Linked DNA regions of Mus musculus: all the other regions are linked to region 4. The links are chromatin contacts, called in public HiCAR-type, HiChIP or PLAC-seq and promoter capture Hi-C maps. All regions are on one chromosome and are shown on one strand. The core of a region is the stretch at or near the end of the contact, and the rest is flanking DNA. Distances in the headings are between cores, read along the strand shown. Region 1 holds the start of Lrtm2 (leucine-rich repeats and transmembrane domains 2). Region 2 holds the start of 9530062K07Rik (RIKEN cDNA 9530062K07 gene). Region 3 holds the start of Marchf8 (membrane associated ring-CH-type finger 8). Region 4 holds the start of Rasgef1a (RasGEF domain family, member 1A). Region 5 holds the start of Alox5 (arachidonate 5-lipoxygenase).

What was found. Promoter capture Hi-C pulls out the DNA fragments that hold promoters and counts their contacts. HiCAR-type assays count read pairs that join an accessible place to other places. HiChIP or PLAC-seq counts read pairs in DNA pulled down with a chosen protein or histone mark.
Region 1: a contact with region 4 is called in an HNF4G HiChIP or PLAC-seq map of pancreatic cancer cells. The contact joins the promoter of Lrtm2 here to the promoter of Rasgef1a in region 4. A contact is called at or near these places in 1 of 39 promoter capture datasets (cranial neural crest) and 1 of 115 datasets of contacts at active chromatin or transcription factors (pancreatic cancer cells).
Region 2: a contact with region 4 is called in a HiCAR-type map of astrocytes, with 4 times the contacts expected there. The contact joins the promoter of 9530062K07Rik here to the promoter of Rasgef1a in region 4. A contact is called at or near these places in 2 of 39 promoter capture datasets (cranial neural crest and hippocampal neurons) and 1 of 115 datasets of contacts at active chromatin or transcription factors (astrocytes).
Region 3: a promoter capture Hi-C map of hippocampal neurons shows a contact between it and region 4, with 2.8 times the contacts expected there. The contact joins the promoter of Marchf8 here to the promoter of Rasgef1a in region 4. A contact is called at or near these places in 4 of 39 promoter capture datasets (the 3T3-L1 cell line, frontonasal cranial neural crest, hippocampal neurons and 1 more).
Region 5: a contact with region 4 is called in a promoter capture Hi-C map of liver, with 6 times the contacts expected there. The contact joins the promoter of Alox5 here to the promoter of Rasgef1a in region 4. A contact is called at or near these places in 3 of 39 promoter capture datasets (the 3T3-L1 cell line, the C10 cell line and liver).

Annotation. Positions count from the first base shown.
Region 1 is chr6:119,328,404-119,332,966 of GRCm38.p6, reverse strand. Lrtm2 (leucine-rich repeats and transmembrane domains 2) reads left to right here and starts at 2,201. Exons shown (of 5, transcript NM_172492.3): 1 at 2,201-2,472. The region is part of intron 26 of Cacna2d4 (calcium channel, voltage-dependent, alpha 2/delta subunit 4); the gene reads right to left.
Region 2 is chr6:116,205,859-116,210,431 of GRCm38.p6, reverse strand. 9530062K07Rik (RIKEN cDNA 9530062K07 gene) reads left to right here and starts at 2,439. Exons shown (of 4, transcript NR_131013.1): 1 at 2,439-2,530; 2 at 3,175-3,278. Washc2 (WASH complex subunit 2`) reads right to left here and starts at 2,399. Exons shown (of 31, transcript NM_026585.3): 1 at 2,305-2,399; 2 at 2,103-2,225; 3 at 1,314-1,478. The coding sequence starts at 2,225.
Region 3 is chr6:116,335,230-116,340,205 of GRCm38.p6, reverse strand. Marchf8 (membrane associated ring-CH-type finger 8) reads right to left here and starts at 2,184. Exons shown (of 8, transcript NM_001302383.1): 1 at 1,991-2,184; 2 at 1,716-1,820.
Region 4 is chr6:118,064,655-118,069,188 of GRCm38.p6, reverse strand. Rasgef1a (RasGEF domain family, member 1A) reads right to left here and starts at 2,804. Exons shown (of 13, transcript NM_027526.1): 1 at 2,727-2,804. The coding sequence starts at 2,744.
Region 5 is chr6:116,458,728-116,463,024 of GRCm38.p6, reverse strand. Alox5 (arachidonate 5-lipoxygenase) reads left to right here and starts at 1,847. Exons shown (of 14, transcript NM_009662.2): 1 at 1,847-2,150. The coding sequence starts at 2,001.

The DNA of each region.
Region 1 (4,563 bases), core at 952-3,451, 1.3 Mb before region 4:
ATGAGGAGTCGCGGGGTTGGAAGCCTTGCTGAGTGGCTTTCCTGGGATCGTTAAGAGAGCTTTCTTTATGGTTGGGTCTGATTGGTCCCCATCTTAGACCTTGACCTTAGTTTTGAGGAACCTGCCAGGTGAAGGGTAAGTCTCGGATGTCTACCCACCTGCCACAGCTTACCTGAGTCCTTCCCCTGCCCTTGTCCTTCCTGTCCCAGCTGTCTTCCCATCCTTCGGTCCCTCCACAGGGACCTCCTGTGTTTTCCTCTGGGCTCATAGCCTGACAGAACACCTCAGTAAGACCACAGGCAGCTGGGGGCCTTAACAGGGTATTCACCCCTGATCTCTGGTGCTACTTTGTGATCAGGGATGGCACTCAAAGCAAAGCACACACAAACCAGTACAGCAACACACACACACACACACACACACACACACACACACACACACACACACACAAACACACATCAGGGATGGCACTCAAACAAAGCAAAGCACACACAAACCAGTACAGGAACACACACACACACACACACACACACACACACACACACACACACACACACACACACATCTGGAGCACCAATTTTCCCCTGCTGGCCTCTGCACCTGTGTTGATCCTTCTTGGCCTATGATTGGCTAAACAGGGACTGTGAGGGAGGGGCCTGATTTGTGCAGCTGATAGCAGTGGCCTGGAAGGTACTCAGGGAGTGCCAGCATCCTAGGATTCCTGGGTGGAGGCAATTTCAGAGCTCAACCCACCTGCTTATTCTGTAAGTTGAGAACTCAGCACGGGGTAACTGCTCAGCTGCTAACTACTTGAGAAGCAAAAGCATAGATTTAACCAACAGGAGGGCATAGAGCTGTGGGTGATAGGGAAAGGTAAGGCAAGTTACCCCCAAACAGCTCACAATACAGGACAAAAAGCTACCACACGGACTCCTCTGTGATCAGAACTATAAAGTGGTACAGAGAAAAAAAATCCCTGTAGAGGGATGTTGGGTGTTGCTGTTAATTTTACTTATATGGTGTGTGTGTGTGTGTGTGTGTGTGTGTGTGTGTGTGTGTGTGTGTCCATCCCAAGGACAGCCTGTGGGAGTCTCTTATCTCCATGTGGGTTCTCGGGGTTGACCCCAGGCTATTAGGCTTGACAGCAAGTGCTGCTACCTGCTAGGAGAGCCATCTTGCCCCCACCCCCACCTTCCAGAGCTGAGTTTTTAAGGCAGGGATAGATCACTATGCACAGAGATCACCGTGCTCCTGAAGGGTCTGTTTTGCTGAGGCAGGAGCTGGGAGAGTGTTAGGGTAGTGGCTGGTTGCCTTGTTGAAAGGGCAGGCACAGGGAACTTCAGAGAGGATGGGGACTCTCTCAGCTCTGCTGGATTGCAGTCCTGAATCAAGGCGCGCCCAGCCCTGCATATAACATAGAGAAAGGACCCTGAGATACATATTCATGCTGTGTTACCTACAAGCTAGATCATCTGCTGAACAGGCAGGATGTAAAGGAATGAGGCCTGTTTCAGGCTGCAGGCTGGGAAGTCCAGCTTCTCTTCTGGCTTAGCCTCTGGCTCAGCCCCGCATTGGAAGGAACACTCTTTATGCCAGTGAATGGCAATGTGTTAGACTTGCTCTGTCTTGATTGGGAGAGAGGTCTTAGACCACCAAGGCCAGCTCCTTCAGTTCCCCGTGTGCACAGAGGCACATGGTCTCTGCTTGTTGTTCCTTCAGGTTGCAGCTGCGTGCTCTGACACCTCTCTCTCCCAAATAGTCCTGGCCAAGGGTGGTCACATCTACAGACTCAGCCCCTTGTCTAAAGGGCTTTCTGTTGCCTTGGCATCTCTGAGGACCCTCAGCGTTCCTCTTGTAAGAGGAACTCAGCCTTTAAGGAGCTGGTTTTTCCTTATCAGAACTGGGGTCTGACACAGGAGACAGACCTAGTGTTCCGGCAGGTCTAAGATCCAAGACAGTCAGCGGGGCTGTGTTTTGGGTCCTGTACCCCTTGGAAGGTCCTGCCTTCTAGACAGCCAGAGATGGCCGCTCCTGGGAGGTGAGAGGAGATAAGGGTACCTGTAGTACCTGTAGTCTGGGGCAGCGGAGATTCACCCACAAACGCTCTCCTGCTGCCACAGAGCTTCGGAGGCCGGTGCGCGCGCCCGCCATCGCAGATGCGCCCCAGCTGTCACTCCGCTGCGCGCTCTCCTCCCTCTGCTTGCTTGCTGTTGAGCACGCGCGCTCTGATCCTTCTACCTCTCCCCCTCTTCGGTCTGTCTTCCTCCCGCCCTCCCTCTTTCGCTTCAGTTTGTCGCTGACCCCGCAGCCCCCTCCCCGGCAGCGGCAGCTCAGCCTGCGGGTCCGCCTCCTTCACAGGCGCTGCCCAGTCTCCCGCTGCCCTGAACCAGACCGGACATCCCTGCGTTCTGCCTGCCAAGCTGCCCGTGTGTCCGGCTACCTGGTCTGAGCATCAGGTCCCGGTGCAAAAAGGTGAGTTGTGAGCGGCTTCTGGGAGAGAATGGGGTTGGCGCAAAGGGCTTGGGTATGGGAACTAGGGACCACCTGTCCCTGCACGATGATCAGGGCTTTCTTCCCAGGGCAGTTGCTGAGGTGGGGTGGGGGAACCACTTAGGACCAGATAACCTGGGCAACCCAAAGGTACAGAGCATTAGGAACTCTGACTCCTTAGTGCTGGGGACATAGCGGTGTATTCTGCTAAGGAGGGGGTATGGAGGAGGGGACAGGGAGGAGAGCAGTGCTGGTGCCACATGATGGCCCCGGGTAGCATGGAAATGTCCCTGCAGCGGGAGGAGCGGCAGCTATGGGAGGGGGAGACAGCTTGGGTGTTGGAAACAGGCTGGCATTCTGAGAGGCCTGAGTGAGGGTGGAGGGTGGAGGACCCACTGAGTGAGGAGGCGCAGGCTGGACCTTTATACCAGTTGCTCTTGCTGGCCTTGCTGGCCCCGAGGTAGCTGTCCTTGAACAAGGGTGCAAAGGAGCCCTTCCTAGTTGGAATAGTCTTTGCAGTCCTGATAGAGCCTCCTTGGTGGGGGTGTGGCTGGGAGTGAAGGAGGGGTGTCTGGTAGTTCTTCCTTACAAACCCAGGCCTTGATTTTTAGCACACTAGATGGCCAAACAAACCAGGAGCCCGAGATGCTTAGGTGGTCCACCACTGCATAATGCCCTTTGCAGCAGGTGGGTCAGATGCCTTCCAAGCCCCGGGTGCTTAGTGTAGGGGGCAGCGTACAGCGAGGTCACATTCACCTGCTGCCTGGCTCATATGGGCATGGATGGCCAACTCGGAGCAGGACACTGCTTCTCAGGAGCCCCAGGCCCATTTCATAACGCTGAATTCTGCCCAGGAATCTGCAGTTCAAATTCCTGTATGGCCGGCAGGTCTGGGACTGGGCTCTGATTGGTTGCTCTGCCTCCCACCCCCAGCTGTCTGCATTCCAGGGTGGTGGTGGGGATGTTGGCACCAGGCTGCCAGGGTTTGTTGGGCATTGCCTTGTGTGACTCAGATTGACAGGCCCACAGCTTAGATAACTACAGCAGGTGGGGGGAGGGGAAGGAGCCAGCATGTGGCGCTGGGCGGGGGAAGTCCAGCTGGTAGGGAAATCCAACATCAGCTTCCAAGCTGCCAAGAAGAGCCCAGCGCTCCCACCCCCACCTTCCCACTGCAGGAGGGCTCCGGCTCTGCCAGAAGAGGGAGACAGGAAAACCAGGCAGGACAGGCAAAGAGACGGGCTTCTTAAGCCACCCCCCCCCCCAGCTGTGTTCTTTGAGGTTTGGCTAGAGGATGTGTCTGCGCTCAGGACAAGCTTACCCTAGTCTCATTTTCCAAGTGCCAAGACCCAGAGTCAGGGTCTTGCTTTAGTCAGGTGGGTGGCAAAGGAAGGCGCTGGAATGGGTGATTGTGTGTGTGTGTGTGTGTGTGTGTGTGTGTGTGTGTGTGTGTGTGGCTGGGAAGAGCGGGGAGCCAGGATGAGGCTTGGGTGTGGAGTGAGTGATCTTCCTTGGCACCTGCCCAGGGAGGCAGTTGAATGGTGGGAGCCTCCCGGGTCCTCAATGGCTTCTTCAGCGGCACAGAGCAACCCCGTGTGTGTTGGGTTTCCTTCCTACTCTGCTTTCCAAGGTTTCTTTCTGTCAGAGACAGGAAGAATTTCACAAGGAAAGTGGCTCAAGAAGCTGGCGGGGATAAGACAGCGTACTGAGAGGAACCTGGAGGAAGGGCGTGTGGCTGGTCCAAGCAGAATGAGAGGAACCTGGAGGAAGGGCGTGTGGCTGGTCCAAGCAGAATGAGAGGAATTTGGAGGAAGGGCGTGTGGCTGGTCCAAGCAGAAGGGGTTTAGAAACTGCTTCACAGCGCAGCATGTGCTTAGGGGTGACTGACAGGGGGCAGAGGTGGGGGCATTTACTAGAAGGGAGGGCCTCATGGCCAGACAAGTGACAGCAGCTCAGGGGACATTTCAGTTTCCCGTGTTCCGGGCTACCAGGAATTCCAATTGCCTAGACCAGATGTCCAGACTCCCTGGAAGTCCTCTAAGATGGGACAAGATGACTCGCAGGCCACTCGCTAGC
Region 2 (4,573 bases), core at 1,190-3,689, 1.9 Mb after region 4:
CACTGAACAAGAGTCCTCACCAAACCCCATGTCTCAAACAAGATGGAATGTGAGGTATGGCACTCCAGTTCACACTATTAAATTATGCAAACATGCATCAGCAACAGCCTACTTGGCACTCTGCTGCTTTTACAATCCCAAATCACGGGGTTATGATCTTAAACATTTATGAAATTGTTTAATAATCCTCATCTAATAATTTCAGGATGCTGTGGACTTGAGTAATTCTCTTCTCACTGCTGGGTGTAGGGCTGTAAGCCTGTAACCTCAGAGGTGAGAATTTCTCTCCAAATTCAAGGCCAGCCTGGTCTATATAGCAAGTTCTACACTAGTCAGAACTAATCCTGAGCTGCTAAAAAAAAAAAAAAAAAAAAATACAACCGCCCCCCCCCAATGCCTTTCTACAAATTAATTCAGAAAAATATTCTTGGATCAGATGAACTAAGCTCCCCCCACAGCCCCCCACCCCACCCCCTGTTCTCAATACATTCCTTTCCCTTTGCTAGATGGCTCCAGGCATGCCTGCGTCTTTTCTATTGTAATTCTACCAAGATAATTTATCTGTGTATTCCTAGCAGATTGCAGGAACTCACTATGAAAACAAAATTCACATACACTTTAGTTAAAGGCCAGCAGCATTTGTACTGGTGACTCTGTGTCATATATTCATCCAAATTGAAAAACTGGTGCTGGCGGGACAGTAGTGGCCCACACCTTAAATCTCAGTACTTGGGAGGCAGAGGCAAGTAGATTTCTGTAAGTTCCGGGCCAGCCTGGTCTACAGAGTGAGTTCCAGGACGGTCAGGGCTACACAGAGAAACCCTGTCTCAAACAAACAGAAGGAGAAAAAAGAAAAGGAAGAAAAAGAAAACTGTAGATGACGAAATGCAAAGCAGACATCTGCATTCACTTACACAACTGAGGGAGACATGATGGACCTACATAAAGTCTCTAGGGACTGAAGGCAAAAGTGGGGCACGTGAGGCCAAGCCAGGCTTAGAGCTGACCATACTGAATGAGCACAGTGGCTTTTTTGAGAGGCACACAACTCTGCTCAAATGGTAATTGCCCTCAAAACTAAAAACAGAAAAACCAGCACGAGGCAAACCTTATTATTAGATGTTTTTAAAGGTTTGTAAAACCCATGAACTTTACTGATAAAAGACACTGATTTCAGAGAAAGGAGCTTCAGTTACCAAGAACCAATCTATCCACCAAAACTTAGAAGAGAACCTTATTATCATTATAAATGACAATAGTTCTTACTCCCCAAAAGGGATTATTCGAAAGTCAGATACCATAAAACAACTCACATTCTCAATGAACTGGGTATTAGACAGCATGAGGAAGTCATTGAACACATTATGCAGACGACAATGTGTGGCTTTGGTCTCCTGAATTAATCCATCCACCTGCTTCTTGATTTCATGAGTCCTGGAGATAGTCTGCTGTGAGAATTCCTGTAGAAACTGTAGTAGCTATTTTGAAAAGAAACATACACAAGTATCAACACTACATGTGATTTAAAGCAAAACAAACAAACAAAAAACCCCTCCCCTTTTGCCCCTATGTTAAGAAAAAGGGATGATACTGTTGATCTAAGGTCAGGTGACCCTGGAAAGCATTAAGAAAGCTCATCAGATAAGTTTGTCCAGAACACAAAACCAGTATCACATTTCTACAGGGATTTAAAGCCCTGTTTGGTTGTCACGCTCCAGAGACCACATAGTGTGACAAAACACCCCAAATCCCACTTGTATGAAAGTTCTGAGCTCTTAGGTCCCGAAGTGAGCAGATCTACTCAAAAATATGTGCTGCCCCATTTAGCCCCAGTTCTAATACAGAAGGGCCTCCGTAGAGACAAAGCAGTCCTTGGAGAGGGCAGAAACAGAATCTGCTCAGCAGGATGGCGTGGAGGGCAAGGTTGAAAAGCCACTGCACGGAAGGAAACCCGCGTCTGCGCGGCAGAGTGCTGGGTAGAAGCCCACAGGGCCGCCCTCCCCGGTGTCTGAGATTGCGCCTTTGAATACTGGAGGAAGCGTGTCCCCGAGGAGGGGTAACTACAACTCTGTCCCTCCCTTGGCCCCGGGTCCCCCGCTCACACCGGCGTCAGCCGCCAGAGACCAGTTCTGACTGCTGCGGCGGATCTCCTCCACCGACCAGGGCCGTTCCCACACCGGCTCGGATGCCGGAGGCCGCTCCGAGTCGGGGCTCGTCCGGTTCATCTACAGCGAGAAGGACAAAAAGAAGAGCTGAGTCTGGGGCGAAGGATCCAGCCCTGCCCTCCTGGGCCGCCGTCCTCACCACGATGACACCGCCACTCAGCAAGCTCCAAAGTGACTACGGGAGTGGCTACTACACTGCCCACCCAGCGCGGTGGTAATCACATGGTTCACGTCACGTGATGGTGTCCTCACGTGACCTGGGGCGCAGCCTCTGATCGGGAGCTATGGGTTAGTAGCTCCTGGGTAATTGGGTTTGACCAGAGAGAAGGTGTTTAAGCGGCCAGCTAGTGCGAAAGAGGCGGAAGGTACCAGTGGGGCCCATGCTGAGGAGTCCCGTGGCCTACCAGGTGGGAGCTGAAGAGGAAGGAGAGCGGAGGACGACTTCCTGGATGTGCGGCGGCTTTATTGATTATGCATGTGATGTGAGACTAGCCCAGGGCCACAGTGACCCTCAATGTGTACATCTGCTAACCGGTTTGGTTTCAGTTCAATGTGGATCCGCTTGAAATTCTTGAAACCCTCAGCTGAGATTCAAGGCCGGGAGGTGGAGGGGTAGAAATCGAAATCCAAAGCTCCCCTGGCTGTCCACTAGCACTTCCTTGTGAACAGACCCCTTTCTGAGTTGGTCTTGCCCAGACTGACTTTTAGAAATAACCCCTTATCTTTCCTTTTTGTGTGCCCGAGAACAAGTTACTTAGCTTCTTCTATAAGCTTTCTTCTGCATATTAAAGAAGCAATACAGCCGGGCATGGTGGCGCACACCTTTAATCCCAGCACTTGGGAGGCAGAGGCAGGCGGATTTCTGAGTTCGAGGCCAGCCTGGTCTACACAGAGAGAAACTCTGTCTCGAAAAATAAAAATAAAAAAGAAGCGATAATAGGTGTTAAAACAGATAGTGCCTGGTATATGGTGAGTGCTCACCTTAGATCTTATCATTTCTCCTGTGCAGATTATTTTTCCAACTTTCAGATTTTGCTTTGTGGCCACCTCCGTTGAAACCTCATTAAAGATTTCTCTTTGGTATGCAACTAAGACAAATGAAAACCTGCTCAGGTAAAAATCTGCAAGAATTTTCACTGTAGTGTTGATCCATACCCAGAAAGCAGAAGCAATCTAAATGTCCATCAGGTGACGAATGGATAAACAAAATGCTGTAGAACCACGCAATTCACCAAAAGAAATAAAATGCTGATATATGATAGGGCATGAATTAACCTAGAAATACTTCAATTGAAAGAGGTCAGTCATATACATGAGCACAGGTTATTCTATTTATATGAAATATCCAGAATGGATCAATCCAGAGAGAGGAAGTAGGTTGGTGGGGGCCAGGGATTGAGGAAAGAAGGGAATGGGGAGTTAACTGCTTATGAGCAAGTAGTCAGCTGTGAACTAGTAAAGCCAGGGTAAAGGCTCAGGTTGGTTTCTGTAGCATTAGTGTGATTGTATCTGTGTTGCTGTTAGGGTGAGCAGGTGTTATAGATAGACATTAGATTTAGGGTTATGATTAACATTGTGGTTATGGTGCTATTTTGGGGGTTAGGGTTAAGGTGGCTGTCTTAGTTATTTTTCTATTGTTATAATAAAAATTACCTCAGAAGCAACTCATAAAAGGAAGGGTTATAGTTAGGATTTAGTGTTACGGTTAATGCTGAGATAGTTGTGAATTATGGTTAGGAGAGCGTTAGTCTTAGGGTGAGCGTAACAGATGAAGGTTTAATTAGGATTAGGGCAGCCTTAATATTCATTACACAGCTGGGTATGGTAGCACACAATTTCTTTATCCCAACCCTGAAGAGGCATATCTAAACTGATACATGTTTGTGTGAAGGCAGCCTGGTCTTAGCTTAGTATTAGTGTTAGGGAAGGGTGTTTGACTAAGGTTAGCTTAAGAGTAGTTTTAATAGAGTTTAGAATACAGTTTGAGGTAAGCAAACCCCTTGAGACCTAATACTTGAAAGGCAGAGGTAGACAGATTATCTGTGAGTTTGAGCTCCAACTTCTCTACATAGAGAGTTCCAGGCCAGTCAGAGCTGCATGGTGGCATGATATCTCAAAAAAAAAAAAAAAAAAAAAAAAAGGTTAGGGTCAGAACTAGAATTATAGTTAGGCTTAGGGTTGAGGGTCAGGATCAGGTTAAGGGTTAGGGATTAAGGTTAGAGTTAAGGGCTAGTTATGGTTAAATATAGTGGTAAACTTTATACATAATCCTAACCCTTAAATAGAATGCTAAACCTAACCATAGTCCCTAACCAGAACCCTAATACTAACTCTACCCCTAATTCTAACCCTACCCTAGTCCTAACCATTGCTAAATCTAATCTTAACCCTAAACCATAGTGATAAAG
Region 3 (4,976 bases), core at 935-3,434, 1.7 Mb after region 4:
CATGAAATCAGTACTCACGTGGGACGTTATAAACAACGGGCTGTGGGCTGCAGAACCAGTCACAGAGCAGTTACCTGGTTTGTGTGAGAGCCTGTGTTTAATCCTCAGAAAGAAAAGTGAAGAAACAGAACATGGTAGAGGAAAAAGAGGGACAGAACTCCTGTGACAGAAGATGCCCTTCAAGCAGATGGCTCACCCAACAGTAAAGAGGGCTCTTCATTTCTCGCTCCCACTGGTTGATTGTTTTGTTATCCGAGACTGGACAAAGGCCCTGTGCGTGCTACGCGTTCCCCCTGTTACAGAACCACATCTGCAGCCCCCAACAGGGAAGCTTAACAAGAGAATCTATTCCATCCTGTCTGGGCCTTGAACTAATTTCTCCTAATGCTGGTTTAAATGACATAGCCATGCTGGACTTAAAACACTCACATTTAGCAACAAGAAGCAAGGAAACCTTGTCTTCAAATAAATGATAAATTTGTTTTTAGTTTAGGTACATTCCACATATTTTGTGTTTACCTAAAATTCATATTTAATTGTGAATCGTGTGTTTCATCTGACAATCCTGGATGTAGCCAAGACATGCAACACAGTTTCATCGTCTGCCTATACTTAAAGAGAAGGTAAAGGAGGGAGTTGTCTTGGAAAAGACAATGTACCTCACCTGGGTGTCACAGACATTAGACGACCAACAGCCACCTCCTCACAAAGGACAAACTTTTTAAAATGTGTTCTCTGCCTCTATCTTCCCACTGCCAGGATCACAGTGCGCCACCGTGCCCAGCGATTTTCCCTGCTAACATCAAAGTTCAGTACATCTCTTATCAATAAAGTCTCCAGAAACAAGAAGTTAGGAAAGTACACATGGCTCTTTATTTTAACTTCCTCAGTAATTTCACACTCTGCATACCCTCATTCACTGCATCCAACAGGATATTTCGTTTGATTTTATTGAACATAGGGTCTCACACACTGAATCTCTCAAAATGCAAAATTTTCTTGCTTCAGATTTTCAACATTTAGTTTTTAAAAAAAAAAGTGTCCACATCATTCCATGTATAGTTCATACATTCTTTTTCACAGCACGTGATTTGAGTATTCTAAATGAAGTATTCCACTCCCATTTTGAGTAACTAACCAAGCAAGTACATGTGAAGTCTACTATATAGAAGCACGATTGCAGTCCCTCCTGGGGCTGATCAGAAATACTGCTGTTTTTTCCAAGAGATAAGTTATATATTTATTATTTCTCTAATTGCATAACATATAATCGAACAAAATAAAGAAAAAAAAAAATAATGGGAAGGGCCATACTTCATACGTATCTTGAGACATCATCAAATTAACAAAAACATAAAACGACAAAAAAAAAAAAAAAAAACCACTTCATAATAAATCTTGACAGCTGTATGACCACTGTGTGTCTTTACGTGGGGGAGACAAAGAAGCAGAAAAGGGCTGGCTTTCTTTCTTCCTTTGTTGTTGTTTTTTTTTTTTTTTTTTTTTTCAAATGGGCTTTCAGAGAAGCGTGTTTTCTTTTTAAGGGAGGTTTAGCTGCGTTAAAGATACGTGAGAAGAACGTGAGCCATTATAATCCTCCCCTAATAAATTCCCTATTTAAAAAAACTTGACTCAGATGAAGGAGTCCAAAAAAAAAAAAAAAACATTTTTAAAGACGAGCAAATGGGCGGCGATTAAAATGTAAAGCAGCCTACCTACGCTTTGCCTCCAGCGCTTCTACTAGAGCAGCACCGTCCAGACGCCACGTCAGGCACTCAGACACCAGGAATCCACACTTCCATCTCGGACGGACGCGGAGACTGAAGCAGAGGCAGGGAGGGAGGGTTGCCCGGTGCGCGCCCTCACAGCCCAGCCCGGGCAGGACTTCACCTGAGAGAGCCCGAGACCTTCGGCCGCCCGCCGATAGGGTGACCGGACCCCGCCCCGCAGCACGCGGCCTCTCCCCGGCCCGAGACCTCCGCGCACCCACCTGTCGCGGCCTCCCAGCGGCCACACCCCTGGTGGCCCGGAGCGCGCGGCCCCGCCACGCCGCACCTCGGCGCGAGCAGCTCAGGTGGGCGCGGAGCTCCACGCGCGGCCCGCTTCCTGCATGACCCGGGCCGGACGCAGCAGGGCCGCTGGGTCAGCGCGCAGCCTACACCACCCAGCGAGAGGACGCCGACTGACCGGTCACGTGACGCGCCGGTCACGTGCCCCGCCGCGCCTCAGGCTAAAAGCGTTGCTTTGGCGACCTGGGGCGCTGGGAAGGCGGGGTAGCGGCGGCGGCCGCCTGGTAGACTGGCGCTGGGTGAGGCTGCTGGTAGACTCCGCCCGGCTTCACCTTCTCAGTGTAGAGAAAGGTAAACCTTCCGGTGCGCTAGCAAATGAAGTGGGAGCGAGAACTACGCGGTAAAACGTTTGTGTGTATGGACGAGCAGGGTTTTTTGTTTTGTTTTTTCTCTCACTCCCTAACCTAGAGAGACTCTGAGTGTATATGGTATGGATATGTAAATATGGTATTCATAATTTTTATGAGGATATTTCTGTCCATGTAGACAAGACGTATTTGACTCTACTTTGTCTACATTAAACTCATCCCTGATTATACCTGTACACTGGTGTTGTGACTTGTCCCCACCACAGTACTGTTGGTTGGACCCAAAGATTCTCTCAGAAGCTATCATTCCTAACTTTTACAATTTCTTGACATTCTAATTTTCCTAAGTCACATCTTACAGAAGGAGAGGTTTTGGCCACTGGCAGTTTTATTTATCCAATAATCTTTATTACACGGTACATTCAAGGTATTTTTTTTTAAATTCATGAGAGATTTGTAAGGCAATCCCTGCAGTACTCCACGATTTTCTATTGTCTAGAAGTAAGTCTGTTGGTTTAGCTAATCAGGTTACTCAGCATACTCAAATATGCTGGTCAGTTTGCATACTATGCTGTTTAGAGAGCAAACTGTCAGGAGACAAAACATCTGGATCCATGTAGCAAAGCAAAAAATGGGTCCATTCCTGTAGATCACCTTGAAAGCAACATTCATCTAGAAGATGGAATGGTGAATTTTTTTCGTGCAGATTTTTGCTGTGGGAAGCAGCAGCTACAACCTGAGAGAATCCTCCTGCCCTGGTGGCAGGCTTTCCTATAAGGCAGGACTAAACTTCCATTAGTGTCGTACATGGGCAAGAAGAGTCAATTAAGTGATTTGGGGGTGTGGGAGCCTGCCATCCGAAGTGACAAAGATTTCCAAGTTCTAGAAGTGTCTGAGTAGTTGTGGAGCTGGAAATATTATTTAGGCAAAGCTAGAGTCTCCTAACACAAGGATTCCCTACCCAAGAGATTTCTGAAGCCTCTCTTCATCTAAAACAAAGCTCTGAGTCCTGAGACCAAAATCTTGCATCTGTCCAAACAAGGGAACAAACAGGAAGTGGGAAGAAACCTCTGTACTTAGAAGGTAAAGCTGCTAAAATAAAGAAAAAAAGCAGTTGCTTTGAGGTGACCATTTGCTCAATGCAAGAAGCCTCGTGGCCTTTGGTAAAAATCCTCCTGTCTGTGCTAAAGGGGATGACTTCCCTCCTAGACTGTAGATCAGGGGATGCCAAGTGAGGCATGAGCCAGGGGGCCAATGTTACCCTACAACTAGTCACACTCAACTCTTCAAATGCTTAAGCACACGTTTATCAGTTACGGGTTCCTTGCAAACAAAAGATGCTGTTACAGTCGATGTTAGTGTGCATGTGTAATTTCTGCCCCAGGAGGTTTTCAAGAGATCAGGAATTCAAGGTCAAGCCTAGACTACATAGTTGACCTAAAAAAAAAAAAACAGTGACAAAATATACTGCTGGTGTCTATGATCATAATGGCATTGAACAAGGTGAATCTGAAGTGTGAGGAATAACAGAAACAAATTAAGAGATGAATATCTATATCTTAACTATGCTGTTGAAAAGCAGCCCTTGAATCCACACTTCCTGATTTTAAGTCTTGGACAGCTTTCCACAAGAGCAACACCTGGGATAGCTTGTGAAAGAGGTTTCTTGTGGCTCCAGAGAGTCCAGTCCTAGATGACCTGACACTTCTCCTTCTTTGTAAAGACTCATTCTTCTAGAATGAGGTGTTTAGACAACTCTAGAATGGAAAAAAATCCAAAAGTGGGCATGGAGGCACATGCCTGTGGCCCCATCTATACCAAAGGCTGAGGCTGGATATCACTGAGTTGAATCAAGCCCTGAAGCTAGCCTGAACAACAGAACAAGACTCTGTATCCCTATAAGAAGAAAAGACACATTGCTTTCAGTATTTTAAATGGTTTTTAGTTTAGCATCTCATTTTTTAAACTCAAAACTTAAGATGAAGGTGGCTATATCACAAGACCTAATCACACTCAATATTTTGGCAACAGCACAAGAACAATGTGTCCTCAATTCACTAACATTTGTAAGCATAAATTAAATCTGTCTGATTCTGCCTTGTTTAATCATTCACTAACATCGTTAGCACACAATCATGGCCTTGCCATTTTAAGTGCTAATCTTAATCATGACAATTGACTATATCTGTTATTGTTTATGTGATTTGATGTCTTAAGTATTGACATCTGTCTTCTAGATTTCCTTAAGTCTCCAAGCAAGATCATATCCCCTGTACCGGCTAGGTTTGTGTGTCAACAAGCTGGAGTTATCACAGAAAAAGGAGCCTCCCTTGTGGAAATGTGTCCATGAGATCCAGCTGTAAGGCATTTTCTCAATTAGTGATCAAGGGTAGGAGGGCCCATTGTGAGTGGTGCCATTCCTGGGCTGTTCTGGATTCTACAGGAAAACACACTGAGCAAGCCAGTAACATTCCTCCGTGGGCTTTGCTCCTGCTTCCTGACCTGCTTGAGTTCCAGTCCAGACTTCCTTGGTGATGAACAGCAGTATGGAAGTGTAAGCTGAATAAACCCTTTCCTCCACAACTTGCTTCTTGGTCAT
Region 4 (4,534 bases), core at 1,555-4,054:
TTCAGCTATTCAATCCTTCAGATTTCTTGCTTTCCTGCTCATCCTGTGAAGTTAACAGAGCCAAGAACTCCAACATCTGTAGCATGGAAATGTGAGACACCTATAAACATAGCTGGAAAATACACCAGGAAACAGCATCAAACCAAAGAAGCGAACTCAGTAACATTTTAAAGCACAATAGAGCCTGACCTAGACCTATTTATTCCAGGAATGAGGGGACAAATAAGCCCAGAAAGATCATAAGTCAATTCATGGATACACTCAAGAGAAACTGTTGATGCTTCAACTAGATACAGGAAAGCAGTGGTAAAACTGTATCCGTTCTCCGTGAGTACCTGCTCGTTTGGCAATGAGTGCAGGGCTGGGGTGACAACAGAGAGCTGCAGACACCACAGGGCCAATGGCAGACGTAGAGAAACAGGACAGTGAGGCAAGCCCAGGAGGACCAAGTCCACAGGAAATATTGCTTTGTGTCCTGGGACTCAGCAACTCCCAGGGAAAACAGACAGGGGTGCTGTGCCCACTTTCTTCCAGCCTTAGGCACCCCAAGGCCACCGCTGCCAGAGGCCTAGAAGCACCGGTGAAAAGATAAAGAGGCTTGAACAAAGCCTTGGGCCAGCAGACAAGTAGGCAGCACAGCTGAGGGCCACCAGGATGGAGCAAGCTCATCAGGCTTCCTTAAACTCTAGACTTTTCACCCTCCAGCTACATTTCACACCATCCCTGCAGACTACAGACTCTATGGTCTCCTCTGGGGCTAATGATGCTTCCGTCCCTGCCCAGCCCTCAATGCCCACGGTCCTATCAGCGGTAAGGCCTCTTTGCTGTGCCATCAAAACACATCAAATCACCTCTCTCTCATCCAGAATCCAAGCTCCATGCCTGTGCTCCCTGGCTGGCCCTGTCATGGCCAGCACTGTCCTTGACCCTCCCACGTGAAGCATCCAATGATGGCCTGACAGCCCCAGGCATTGTTATCCCTTCCAAGACCCTAGGACAATAGCCTGTCATGCTGGTCTCTAGTGCTCCCAAAAGCCCAACCTCCCACACAGATGGCTTCCCCACCCAGGCCTGCCCTGTCTTCCTTAAATGTTCCCACTCACCTAGTTCTTTCTCACTCTTCTTCAGTGGGGTCCTTACACCCACAGGACATCTCTGACGCCTCTTCTGGCTACCCTGACAAAGGCACAAACATCACCCCACACTGGTAGTCAGCTCGCTAAGCCCAAGTGTGCCACACATCCCTGGGGAGACCGGGGCAGGCTGTGTAGCCCCCTGGTGGTTAGTAGAATGATGTGTGTCAATGAGCTAGAACTGAGGTGCCAATGTAGGGCCCCTTCCTGTCCTAGGACCCTGTCAACCTGTTCCCCAGCAAAAAGTAGGTGGCACAGCAGAGTGACGCAGGATGGGTATTAGCAGAGGAAACAGTCACCGGAGCTGAGCATCGTTTTACGTCTGCATGATACCAGAATCATCCTTCCTGATGCACTCCTGCTGTGGGCTACTCCTCTACGTTCATCTTTAGTCCTTTCTGCCATGTAACTTAGTCTGTATATTACTCACTGTGGAGGTGCTCAACCTTCCTAATGTTGCGACCCTTTAATGCTGTTCTTCGTGTTGTGCTGAGCCCCAGCCATAAAATGTATTTCGCTGATACTTCATAAGTATAATTTTGCTACTGCTATGAATTATAATGTAAATATCTGACATGCAGGCTATCTGAGAGGCAACCCCTTGAAAGGGTCGTTTAACCCCAAGGGGTCTTGACCCACAGGTTAAGAACCAATGATTTTCTGGCACCCAGATGAGCTCTGTGAGGATAAGAACTGTTGCCTGCTTAGTTCTCTGCAAACCACAGTGCCAGCGCATAGCAGGTGCTTAATAAATGTGCATTGTCTGTCCTACATCTTCAGCCCATTAATGTTGGCTCCTCATCTCCACTCTTCCAAATCAATGGTCTGCACTGGGTCTGGTCTAGACAGGTCTGTGTACTGCTCCTGAATCCCACTGCCCACTATGGCTCAAAACAGCTAGAAAGGTGCAGTGGTGGCTCAGGCCCAGGGTTAATTTTAGGGAGATTCTCAGCCTTCCCCTCACTAGGCACTCTTCTCTTTAAACACATGACATTTGAGAATGCACAGGCACAGCCTTGCCCCCACACCTGCCTCCTCTTAACGGCTCTCACTTAAGCCTCCCATATATAAACACGTCCTCTCTCCCGCCCACACATCGCACATACAAGCGCACACCTCCCACATGATCAACCACTCCATCACAGACCGCCCCCACTCCAAGCACTTATGGAGTAAACAGTGGTTCTGAGCCCAAGGATAGGGGAAATTCCAAGATCGCCACTGCTTTTTACAAGTCTGCTCTGTCCAGGACAGCCCTTTGCTTTCTCTTCTGCCGCACCCGGACCCTGCTGCGAAACACCCCACCCCACCCCCACCCCCTGCAGGTTTTCAAGTGGCGCTTTACAGCGGAGCCGCTGGTGTCAGCAGAGGCTAGGAAGGCAGCAGCTGCACCTTGGGCGAGGCCCAAGTGGCGGCAGGTGTCCGGGCAGGGACAGGAGAGAGAGTTGCCCTGGTTGTCCTGGGGGCGAGCACCCTCCTGGCCGCGCTTCCCAAGCTCTGGGGCACAGAAACCTTAACCTTGCGGTCCTGCTGTGGTCAAGACACTGCCCTGGAGTGCTCCTAACCCGCAGTCCCGCACTGCCACAACCCTACCTGGGGCTCCAGAAACATCCTGGCTACAGCTCCCGCTACCGGACCCGCAGGCGGTGTAGAAGCCCGACTACCCTCCGGGGCTGAGCCAGTGCCGCCCAAGCCCGGGGACTTCCCTCCCGTGACCCAGCCACCTCCCGCCCGGGGCGGGGCTGGCGAGCCTCGTGAACAAGACCCTGGGAGGAGCACTAGCAAGGGACAGGGCGAGGCACAGTGAGGCGTGAGCACCCGCAGGGTTTGTGGTGCTAGGTTTGGGAATGGCGTAAGGGTCAAGGCTCTGGGCTCTGGGCGGGGTGGGTCGTCTTGCTGGTGAAGTCCAGGAAGGAGAGGGGAGGGGAGGGGAGGGGAGGGCCAGGAAGGGTCCCAGACTCCTCCTTGGAGACTGAACGCTACAGAGCTACCGCAGGTGCCCAAGCAGCGCTTAGTTCAGATGCTTCCCCTGCCGGGCGGGCGCTCGCTCCACACAGCTGTAGTCTGAAGTGTCTTGAATCCTCAGTCCTTCTATCATCCCCAGAACGCCAGGGATACAGCAGCTGCTGTCGTGGAAGGGCTAATCCGAGTAAGGGATATGCCTGGTGCCTGTCTCTGAGGATCTATCTCACCTCACCCCCACCCCCACCCCACTCCCTGCACTAGGAAAGAATCCTGTCAGGTGCCTCCCACCGCAGCTCCAGCTCTTAGAGTTTAGATGGCAGCGGTGGGCTGAAATGAAGAATGCCCTCTCTGGGGATCTGAAACTAAGGAAGCAGATAGAGGCTGGGAGGGCAGAGAGAGCTGGGCCAGGTTCTAGGAGTCAAAGCTGCTCTCAGCTGGAACCATAGACCATAGACGGGGCAGAGGATGCCCAGGGGGGATTAAACAATCCTATGAGAGCACACAAGCAAGCCATGGTCCCTAATGGAGACTGATGACCCGGACTTTACCCCACCCTGTCTGATCTCTGCCCAGCGGCCTGAGGGAGCACACTTCTCTCCTGCCATCTCCCTTCCCCTCTTTCTCCATCAGCTCTCTTAGCACAAAGATCCATCAGCAGACAGACTCTTGGGTAGTTAGTTCAGTCTTGTGGAACTCTGAATGTTGGGCTCATTCCCTTGTCTCCTAGGAGGACCCAGGCCCTCTGGGCTCTGCCTCCCCTGACGTCTCTACCAGCTCGCACTGTCGCTGGACCCCACCTTTCTTCTCAGGGGTCTCAGAGCCCATAGTATTTATTCCCTCCTGGAACAGCTCCACAGATGGCGGGGAGGAGGGTGCATCAGCTTTCACACAGGGCCCCCCTCTTCCAGCCCTGCATCTTGTTCCAGGGGATGCAAAGCTCACAGTGACCTCTGCTGGCGAATCTTGTCAAGACCCACCTAGACCCTCGGGTGCTGGGCCCTTGCTAGGCTCAGGTCATTCCTTCAGACTGCTCTTCTAATACCAAGAGAAACAAAACTGGAGTTCTACTTCTAGGAAGTTACCTGTCCCTGCCTTCTTTAGCCCTGTTCCTTGACCCTCTAGGACACCTGGGTCCTAAGAGGGTGATGGCATTTCTCCCACATGCACAGTTAACAAGCCAGTTGCCACCTGCTCCAGAGCAAGCTTTCCCCAGGGAGCCTATCTAGTCCCATCTCTGGCAGACATGGATGAAGCTGTCTGTCACAAGTCTGACCTCAGCATGCATATATGCATCAATCCACATCTTTCCCAGCGTCCAGGGACCTAGGGAAGCTGGCAGGCTAAAGGCTGACTCCTGTCAGATGTCCTGCTTAAAGCTATCTCGCAGCAAGGGCTTGTGGTGCCCGACCCAAGACACCATTGGAAAGTGGAGATGT
Region 5 (4,297 bases), core at 598-3,097, 1.6 Mb after region 4:
GGGGTTAGGGATTTGAGGGAGACATTGCATTTTGGGTTGAATGTCCCAAGGTCTCTCACTTTCTGCGGAATGTCTGACTGTGATTCTCTGTATTTTTTTTTAAGCTGTCTAAAATTAGGTGTGGTCCACACCTGTAGAGGAAAGTGACTACTCAGATACGTTTTCAGTCACTTCCTTGGCCAGCAGAAGCCAGGTCTGCTTTGTCCGGCTGAAGGGAGAAGGGGCAGGTTCATCCTGTTGCCATTGCACTGGACTGCAGAGGGTCCAGGGCTCTCACAGACACGCCGCTGCATGAGTCAGGTAATCATGCCACCAGCAAGGGGAAGTAAGGGCTGGTCCTCTCTCTTCCCTTCCCTTCTGCTTTTCCAACCACAAACACCTGCTTTCCTGGCAAGTTACAGGTTCCCCAATAACAGAGGACTAACAATAACTAAGGCCTGTGTCCAGCTTCTCTGTACCTCACAGTGTGCTGAACTAGGATATGAGCAAAACACAATCCCAGCCCCCAAGCAGCTCATAATATGATGGGAGAAATGACGACAGAGCAGATCCCCTTGGGACAGATGACAATGTGACAGTAAGTGTGAGCAGCGGTGATAGGGTAGCAGTCAAAGAGAGGCAAACAGATTCACAGAAGAAACAACATCTGGGAAGGAGTTTGCACAAGATCTAGAGGTACAGAAGGAAGGCAGGAGAAACCACCCAGAAGGGAAGGGAATGTGCCAAGGATCTGTGGAAATTAGAAGATTCAAAATTTCAGAAGAGAGCTCACTTAGACTGTGGCATGACCAATGTATGGAATGTAGTCATTCCATCCAACATGAGCAGGGTATTATCGAAGGATTTTGTAGATTTAATTGTTATACATTGTCTCACTTGCTAGGTGAGCCCCATCCAATCAACTGGAGGGCAGGAAAAGCAGAATGGAAAAAAATAACCAAGAAGTAGTAGCACAGTTTATTACAGACAAATTAATGCTGCCCATTGTTCCACTGTAAATTAAGGAGGGTGCATTGACCGCCTACCTTCTAGTGACCAGCTGCTTTCCCTTCTCTCTATGGCAACAATGTTATGCTTTTCTGAGCACAGTGGGATAGCCCTCCTCACCTTCCAGCAATCACTCTCCTTAAGGTTTCTTTTCTACCTTTACCCAAAATGCACAGGTAGGCTCTCACTGAAGAGCATCCCACTCTTCCCTAAGACTCTCAGTCTTAACCAACTCCTTAAGCCATCTCCGGACAAGACAACCTCCTTTCCCATCACAAGTCCGCTCTCAGCAAGCATGCCATTAAAGTTCCAGACAGTCCCACAGGTGCAGATTAGGAGTCGCCCACTCGGGCCACTACTTTCTAAGGCTGGTTCCCAGTACCACTAACCATTTCCCCCAAGTTTGCTCCCACCCCGCGCCTCCCAGTACCTTGCCCAGAGAGAGAAGGTTTACTCATTTTGTGAAGAAACCAACATTCAAGTTTCCTTGGGGTCCACCGTGGAGCTACAGGTACTCTCCTTGTGGGCTTCAGACCCCCTGCTCTAAGTGTAACTATTGCATACGCTGTGTGCTGCAACTGAATGAGGACACAGGTAGTTCTTGAGCTGACAGTGAGGGACACTGAAACAGGCAAGAAGCCATAAAGATGGAAGAAATAAGGGATTAATTGACTAATGAAAACAAAAATGCATGAGGGATAAAAGCTAGGTAGAGATGGGGCAGAGGAACAAGGGCTTCAGCCTATCAGAGATCACTGTCCCTCCAGTGCCACAGGAGAGAAGGATGCGTTGGAAGGTGGGGTCCTGGGACTGGCCAGAGACAGGGGCGGAGCCAGCGCCTGAAGGCAGGGCCGGTCGCAGGGTGGAGCCAGACCCAAGCGCAAGGCTGGCCCGCTGCTGGCCACTGTGGCAGGGAGCTGCCGCGAGTGACAGGGTCAAGAAGTTGGTGGGCTGCCACGCCGAGCTTCGCGGGCTCCTGCTCCCACACCAGCAGCACTCACTTGCCCGGAGTCATGCCCTCCTACACGGTCACCGTGGCCACCGGCAGCCAGTGGTTCGCGGGCACCGACGACTACATCTACCTCAGCCTCATTGGCTCTGCGGGCTGTAGCGAGAAGCATCTGCTGGACAAGGCATTCTACAATGACTTCGAACGGGGCGCGGTGAGAATGCGCGCTTGGGACCGACGGCTGGCAGCAAAGAGCGGGAGGGCGGCGGGGCAGGACAGGCAGGCACCTGAGAACTGTCTGTCCCAGCGCGCTCGTGACCCTATGTGAGCGCATCTGGGGATCTGATGCAGCGCCAGAGTCGGTGCATGCCAGGGCAAGCGAGGCACCCTAGACTTCCTGATGACTCGGGTATCTTAAGGGACAAATGACTTCCAATGTGGGGGACTGATGTGGCTGGCCTCTTATGTGAGAGATGGCACAAACTTTCACCAACAGGACCCAGAATTTGTGAGAGGCCCCTTCACCTCGGGAGTTCTGAGGTCCTAGTGCCCCAGAGTCCAGTACCACTGCAAAGCATAGAAAGCCCTGTTCGACAGCTAGCCATTTTGTGTAGACAGTGTAAGTCCAGGGTAAGTCAGAGATCCAGGATCGGGAGTCAACTTGGGCATAATCACTCTTCTATCCCTACTGTGGACCTTCGTTTACCAAACTAAAAATTGGTTAGGTTTAATCTTACCCATGAGTCATGAGGGAGCCCAGTCCCATTTGGGGGCTAGGAATGAGTCCAGGGATTGCCCCCCACACTTAGGTACCCTACATTTCCTGCACTCAGTCCCAGTGGAGGAATGTAAAGGAAGGAAGGTCTGGCCCGAGCAGCCTTTGGAAAGACTGTCAGCAGGGTGCGTGCAAGAGGACACTTCCTCCCTGAGTATTAGCTTCTGAAGGAAAAAAGGAAGAAAGATTTCCTTTCTTCCCTCCTAATACAGACTTTGGAGTCTGGCAGCCCCACAGGCACTGTGGGAGGCCATTCCGTTTGGATGCTGCTGGTGTGTAAAGTCTAGCCCCATGACTTTCTCTTAACACAGGCAGGTCATGGTTTTCAGTGACCCACTAAGTGCCTAGTACATCAGACTTGCTCAGTAAGTGAGTCTGTAATAGACAGGCACGCTGCAGACCCTTGGGGTGGGGGTGGGGGGTTCCTCTTCCTTCTACTACCTCCAGGTCTAAACTAGGCTTAGGTTTGATTTTACCAGGCTGCCTTCTTATCATTTAGTTTACTATTGAGTCGACCCACATGAACTTGCTTAGAATTAACCATTTGTGATAAGCACAATGACAATTTCATATGCTTCCACTAGATAGATCTGTTCAGCCTAAACCAAGGAAATGATAGTTAAGCCCTTTTCTGGGTCCCAAACTCTAAGCACGACGCTTACATTCCTATCCTGGGACCTGGTACTTTGCCCTGATTAGCAAGCTTCTAACCAGGCTTGAACAAGCAAGCGTGGGTGTTGACCTCAGAATGGCATCTTTTGCTCAGTTTCACCAGAGCTGGCCAGAGAATGGTGCTGCCAAAGACCAAGCATGGCATCCGTTTGGGATGCTGACACCCTGTGCAACCTCCAAAGCACTTGTGTTTATTTTCAGTAACTGGGGCTTCTCCCAGTATACAGGGGGAGGAAGAGAGGACAGAATGCTTCCTCTTTATAAATGGACTACAGGGGGCCTTCTCCACAAATCTAGCTATCAGTGGGTTCAGTCTAGGTGCAGCACAGGACACCTTATGTGTCATTTCCTCCAGGAGGAGAATGGCAATGTGGCCATCATAAATGACTGGACAGGAAGTAAGAGGCCTGTCCTGTTCATCATTTGCCTTTCTGTCCTGCCTCCCAACCTGAAAAGTCATTCAGGTGACATTAATTTAACACCTTAGCAAGAACCCCAGAGGCAAATTTCAGGAGAGATTTGCATACATATTTCCATTGTGGGGAGGGAACCACAGCTCAAGTGAACTGCTGTCTTCTGGCTGGATGCAAAAAGAGCCTTAAAAAAAGAAAAAGAAAACAGCCTTTGAGAAAGTTCCTGTTGATGCAAAGTTACTCCATACTTTGTCTTGCACAGTCCAGAGCCACTTCCTCATTCTGTGGCCAGTGTATCTTTAAAGTCCAGATGTCCCTTTTGGGTAAAGGTAGAAAAGAAACCTTAAGGGAAGTGTTAGCTAAGAAGATAAGGTTATCCCACTGTTCTTAGAAAAGTGCCACATTGTTTCCATGAATAGCAGCCACCGTGAAGGCCGGCCAGCCACTTCCAGCACCCCTTCCTAATGTACGACCGAATAATGGTCAGTGCTAACCTGTTTT